Linked DNA regions of Mus musculus: region 2 is linked to region 1. Evidence: chromatin contacts called from public Micro-C data. All regions are on one chromosome and are shown on one strand. Each heading gives the region's core, a stretch centred on a gene start, on an enhancer-like site or on the middle of the called end of the contact. The rest is flanking DNA. Distances are from core to core; before and after follow the strand shown. Region 1 holds the start of Otx2 (orthodenticle homeobox 2). Region 2 holds the start of Egr3 (early growth response 3).

What was found. A called contact is a pair of places that touch in the nucleus more often than the background predicts.
Region 2: a contact with region 1 is called in a Micro-C map of embryonic stem cells, with 20 times the contacts expected there. The contact joins the promoter of Egr3 here to the promoter of Otx2 in region 1. A contact is called at or near these places in 1 of 39 promoter capture datasets (maxillary cranial neural crest) and 2 of 484 Hi-C or Micro-C datasets (both in embryonic stem cells).

Annotation. Positions count from the first base shown.
Region 1 is chr14:48,666,207-48,669,503 of GRCm38.p6, reverse strand. Otx2 (orthodenticle homeobox 2) reads left to right here and starts at 1,860. Exons shown (of 5, transcript NM_001286482.1): 1 at 1,860-2,076; 2 at 2,231-2,304. It overlaps Otx2os1 (orthodenticle homeobox 2 opposite strand 1), which reads right to left and starts at 216. Exons shown (of 5, transcript NR_029384.1): 1 at 108-216.
Region 2 is chr14:70,075,955-70,078,943 of GRCm38.p6, reverse strand. Egr3 (early growth response 3) reads right to left here and starts at 1,627. Exons shown (of 2, transcript NM_018781.4): 1 at 1,346-1,627; 2 at 1-48. The coding sequence starts at 1,499.

The sequences.
Region 1 (3,297 bases), core at 611-3,110:
TCTTTTCTTTTCTTTTCTTTTCTTTTCTTTTCTTTCTCGCCCTTTGATGCTTTCAACATCATTATGATCAAACCGGGGAGAACTCTTTTCTCGGGGTGGGAAACAACCTCTTTTTCAAGAGATTCGCGTGGATTTGCCTTTCCATCATACAAAGCACGATGGCTCGGACCAAGAGCCAGGACCTGCTTCCCACAGCCCGGGCCACGCGGGACAACTGCCTGGGACATTTGTTTACCTCTCCTAAATGAAAGGCCTTAGGGACAGTCGCCAGGTGTTTCTGCACAGTGGGGGCGGGGTAACAAGGAAAGATCCGTACTCACCCTCCCCCCTAGCCTAGGCCCCACAAAGTCGTGGCTCTGGGGAACGCGACAGCCAGGAGTTTCCTTAGGACTGGAACAGCTACGAAGGAGCCAGGAAGAACTGGGCAAGCCCGGAGGAGCTCGAGGGTTCGCGGAGCCTCCAGGACCCCAAGGCTCTTAGGACACACCTGCAAGTCTGCAGCGGCAGCGGAGTGCCCAGCCTTAGGCCGGAGCCGAGCCCAGCCGGGCTGCCGAGAACTTGCAGCCTCGTGCGCACTCCCGTAATTCGCTAATTGCTGTAAATCCCAAGGACGGCCACATTTGATTACACATACAGTATAAGAACCGACAACAAAGCGACGAATTAATTACCAACTTCATTAACATAGGTCCCCAAATTAAAGGCAACGAGCTGTTTCTTTGGGCCCACTAGCAGTGGTGGCGGTGACTGAGGTAGTGAGGGAGGGGTGGGTTTTTTCGTTTTGTTTTGTTTTTCCTTCTGCATTGGGAGTTGTGAGGGGAAAGCTATCCTCCCCCCCCCTCCCCCTCCCAGCCTCCATTCACACACTCAGCAGTAGCGTTTGCCCCTCACCTCCCCCCGCCCCGTCCCCTAATATTCTGTCCAGCGTGTTTCTGCTTTTCTAGAAAACTCTGATTCTTGTTTAAAAAAAAAAAAAAAAAAAAACCAGTCTGGACCAGAAGAAGTTGAGTTGGTTGACCCTGCAGCATCCCAGCTCCCGAGTTTCGGCCTCTGAGTAGGGCGCCTCCATCCCTAGTAACTCCCAGGCCTGAAGTACCAGGCGTTTGTTCTTAAGCACAAACTGTTTCTACTGGGGGCTTTTTGTCACCTCATACTCAGCTGGAGAGATTTGAGGTATCCCCTCCCTTGGCCGGAAATCTGCCTTGGCGGTAGATTTGGGAGCTCACGTTTTCTTTTGTATCTTGCTCTATGCTTATCAAATTGAAAAAACATGCCTGGAAAGCCAGAACTCCAGAGACCAAGGGTTATTCTAAGGGGTAAAAGAACAGCCAGTGAGGACGCTGGAGTTTTCAGACAGTCCATAGCTGCGTGACTCTCTGCCTACACTGCATGTTCACAGCTCAGTTCCACTCTTGTTCATCTTCACCCATTTTTCCCTCAGCGCCGTCTGGTCCTCTTCAAGAGAACATAGCCCTGTTTTTAAGCCTGTGCCTGGGTTTGAGTTCTGCCTCTGACCCACACATTCTTTGCTAGCGTTGGAAATCGAAAACGGGGTACTACCCCCTCCCTCCTTCCCCTAGCTTTGACTTAAATATTTTCCTGCTTTATGTTGTTTGGTATCCTTTCTCTAAAATAAAAACAAAAAAGAAAAGGAGGATAAGAAGGAGTATAAAGGAAGAAGAAAAGACCGAAGAGGGAGGCCTTCCTGTCCATCATTTTAATTATACAATTAGTTCACATGCTTGGGCCCATAATGTATATTTTAAGCGTAGCCCAGTGTTTTAAAGAACGTTCTGGTAGTGTCGGAGGCCTGGATTTGTTGCCTGCTCTTCCCCCCGTGCAGCAGCGGCCTGTTTTCCTCCCCCTGTTGTGTGTTTTTATTATTTTCCCTCTGGCTTAGATGTGTCAATCATTCTCTCCCTGCCATTGGTTGGAGAGTTTGCGTCAAAAAGTTGCCAGAGAGGCGCTTTCTCAGCAAATCTCCCTGAGAGCGGAACCTTCCTCAGCTCCAACTCAGCCTCCACTGTTACTAAAAAATAAAAATCGCTAGAGGAGCTCAGTCGCCACCTCTACTTTGTATGTATCGTAGACGGACACAAGCCTGTTTACAACTCTGGCCACTTCATTTTATGTTTTCTTTTAATTGTTTTTTTTTTCTGGTTATGTTTGACTTTTTATGGAAAGGTGAAGACTACAAGGTTTTTAACTGAATGCTCTTGATTTCTTTTAGGATAGCTGGCTATTTGGAATTTTGAAGGATAATTTGATTTTTTTTTCTTTTCTAACGTCCAATGCGGCTGTAAGGTAAGTGTCCGTCTGTCTTGTCTATAGCGATATCTTTGTGTTCCCCCAGTCCGCAGTGACCTCCGCTCCTCCAATGTGCAACTCTGCGGACGTGGAACTTCCTTGGGTGGGGGCGGGCGATGTATTTTATTTTTCTAATGAGAATTTTGAGACGAAATAATGACCATTAGGAAAAAATTTGACGATCTGTAGAAGAGGGAGGGAGTGGGAGGGAGCGAGAGCGCGTGCTCCTGGGGGTCGCTGCTACCGAAGAACGTCGCAGAAATCCTAGGAGTCTAATCTGGGAGTTGGGGAGGGGTTTTGTTCTTATGCCCACGCTATTCATGGCTTCTCCTCGCGAGCTTTGCATTTTGGCCCCTAGATTGAGCTGGAGTCCTTAGGTTTGGTTCCAAGGGCGTATTTTAGAATCCATGACAAAATAATGCTTGTGTAATGTACCTAGGTTGGTAAATTAAAACAAAGATAATAAGGTGGACGCTTCCGAAAGACGGAGCTCCCGAAGGCCGGCTCTCCATTATCGGCGGGGGCCTCGGGCTGCCTCTAGACTCCTCGGTTTGCAACGGGAGCCGAAATCGGAGCGGATAACCGAGGAGGCGACAGCGCTGGCGTCTTGTTACTCCCGCGCCGCCTCAGCTCCTGTTTCTCGTCCTCACTCCCCAAGCTTAATGCCCCTCTGCTCTCCGCCTCTTCTCAAAGCCGCTAGGGCTCTTGAATCTTTTACAACTCTCCTCCTCTCCATCCCTAGGGGTGCGGCTCCCCCAAGCCCCAGAACTGTACACTGAAAGTCGGGGCTTCTGGGCCAGATCGCCAGGCCGAGGCCGCTAGTTGGACAGGTTTTAAAGGCGACTGTGGCTAGTGTGGTTCAGGGCACGCGCGCCTCAGCCTCTGCGCGCAACTGGGACAGCCAGACCTGAGGGTGGGCGCCTGGATGCTCCTGGTCAGAGACCCCGGAGTCCCTCCCTAGGAAGGACTTCGAGTTCTTAGTTGTTTTGT
Region 2 (2,989 bases), core at 378-2,877, about 21 Mb before region 1:
GTTCCGGATTGGGCTTCTCGTTGGTCAGACCGATGTCCATCACATTCTCTGCGGAGAGCGGGGGAGAGAGGGGAGGGGTGAGTGAAGCCGAGCCGGCTCCCGGCCGCGGCGCCCAGGTCCTTGCCCAGGAGTAGAGGGTGCGGCCGGCTGGAGTGCGCAGCGCGTGGGGTAAGAGGAACGCCGAGCCCGGCGCAAAGCGGGCGGTGCCGCGCTCCCCGGCGCAACCTGGATACAGCAAAATACTACGGATCGGGGTGTGGAGTGGCTCCGGCACACACACCGCACACGCCGCGCACACACTCACGTACCACACACAGACACGCACGCGCGCAAGAGAGCATTGTTGTTCTTCCCGAGGTGGGGCGGACAGGTAGCTGCAGCTACAGGTAGTTTCAGACCCGGAGCGCGCCCGGCTCTCGCTCTCCAGCACACACAACTCGGCCTCTTCCCCCGGCCCTGTCTACTCCAAGACGCCGCGCCTTCATGCCCCAAGCGAGGTCCCCCTACGCGCGCTGAGCCCGGGTGGCCGACCCAAAGAGCTTCGACGCTTTTGTCCTCGGAGCGCAGAAGGGTGCCGCCCGTAAAGGGAGCCTCTCCCGGCCCCAGTCTCCTCCCGGCCTGAAGGAGCTTTCTGCTCGGGCTGGAGGGGAAAAGCCTAAACCCAGCTAAGGAGAGTGGAGAGCGGCGGAAAACCAGCCCATGTCTCCACGGCGGGAGCGGCCGCCGTTCCCAAGCTCCCGGGTCCCAGGATCGCCCCCGGTGGCAAACCCTTTCCCCCGCCCCGTGGGTGAGCCCCCTCCCTCTCCCCACCGTCCCCACACCCCCAATGGCTTTGCTGAACGCCCCGGAAAGGCAGCGTCGCAGTACCTCTCCCACCGTGGGGACTCCACGCCGCACATGGCTCCATCCCGGGTGGGAGGCTGAGGGAGTAAGGAGGGGGGAGAGCGCGGGTGAAAAAGACGCTGGGCTCCTCCCGAGAAAGGGGGCTACAGCACCACGCCTTGCACGCAGCCCAGCGATCGGGCCCCCTGCGTGGGGAGGGAGAACCCCAGAGCTGCTCGCACCTACCTCCCTCCAGTCGGCGGCTGCCCCCACCCGGGAGAACCGAAGCCTCAACCGTGGCGTCTCCAACCAAGCCTTCCCGATCTCGGAGGGCGGGAGGAGTGGGTGGGAAAAGCAACTCGCCCCCCAGAAAATTCCCAGCGCGCCCCCCATCTTTCCATCCGTCTCTCCATCCATCCATTTCTGCATCCATCGATATGTGCATCCATCGCTAGCTCGCTCCCTCCTCCTCGTCCTCCCCCTTTCCTTCCTCGCTGCCTCGCCGCCTCACCGCCACCCTTACCTGTAGCCATCTGATTGTAATGGGCTACCGAGTCGCTGCTGCCGGAGAAGAGGTTGAGCGCGCTGGGGATCTCCTCGGGGTACAGATTGTCAGGCAATTGATTTAGCAAACTGCTCATGGTCACCGGCAGCTTCTCGGCGAGTTTGCCGGTCATAGCACTCCCGAGCTACCGCCGCCACCGCCGCCGCCGCCACCGCCGCCGCCGCCTGTTCCTAACGCAGCTTCCAGGCGAGCGGCATCCGAGAGGCGATCCGTGGTGCAGGGGAAAAGCATGCGAGAGGGAAAGTTCGGAGGGAGGGGGGAGTGAAAAGGGGAAGGGGTGGGTCAGGGGAGGGGATCTATTCTTTTTTGGAGGGGTGGATGGGAGAGGGGCAAAGAGGGTAATCCTCTCGGGTGCCTCGGCTGGTGCGGTGCGACGCTGGGTCGTGGGGGTGGGGTGGGGCGTGTGCGAGGAGTGGGATGGGGGCTGGGCTGGGGGGGTGATCTAGGCTCCAGGGGGTCAGACGCGGCTTCAGTATTGATCTCACAGACACGAGCCCGCCGACCCCCCCCGCCCCCCGATCTGCCACAGCCGCCGCCGCCGCTGCCGCCGCCACCTCCTCTGCTGCTGCTGCCGCCGCCGCTGCTATCACCACCAACCAGCCCCGCCGCTTCCTAGCTAGCTCACTGCTGCCCAAAAGCTCCCAGCCAGGGAACTCCACCAGTCTATTTATCTGAGCCCCGGGAAAGCTCCGTGACGTAGCTGCCCATATATGGACAGACAAAGCCCAGCCGAAGGGGCGCGACGTCACAATGGAAGCTCCTCACAATGGAACATTAGAAAGCAGGAAGCGGGCCGCAGCCAACGTGCAGCGCCCGCACCGCTCTCCGTTCTTTAAAAAAAAAAAAAAAAAAAAAAAAAAAGTCAATTAGATTAGAAAGAAGGAAAGCGAGAAGAGAAAAAAGAAAGAGGGACGAAGCCGAATGCAAAGCGCGCGATGCGCAGTGCACAGTTGAAAAACCCTGTAACTAAACATGTAGGTTTTTATTTGAGGACAGCATTAGAGACAGAATTTAGTCGTTGGAGGAGTGGAGTTGTTTGCAATTGGTCTCCAGCACTCCCAGCATTTAGAAAGAGTTCAGTACACCAGGACACAGGTTCCTTAGCAGTCTAGGAATGGGAGAGGTGACCGCTTCAAGCCAGGCTCCCCCACACAACTTCTGTCTTTCCTTCTTATCCTTGACTGGATTCAGATGGAGAGATGAAGTATTTTCCTTTGGGGAAGGGGTTCTAATGTCCTAAGGCTTCTTATTCTTGGACACTTAGAACTTTCGTGCGGACATCATTCTGATTCACCGCCCGCAGCCCCGGCCCCTCCCTTGGGGTTCCTGACCCCGCGCTGACTCTCAGTTGAGCGCAGTGGCCCGGGAATGTGTAGCGGATTAGCTAGTTGCGCAGTGGGCAAGAACTTTTAGGGGCGAGGGTATGAGGGTTTTGTTGTTGTTGTTGTTGTTGTGGAGATTAGGAAAGAGTGAAGTTTAGGGGATAGAAAACACGTGCACCAAATAATTCCCAGATAAATTCCCTAACGGTTCTAAAGCAAACCCCTTTGGCCACAGGATGGCAGGAGGGCCCAGCAGGCCGGGGCACAGTCGCTATCTACT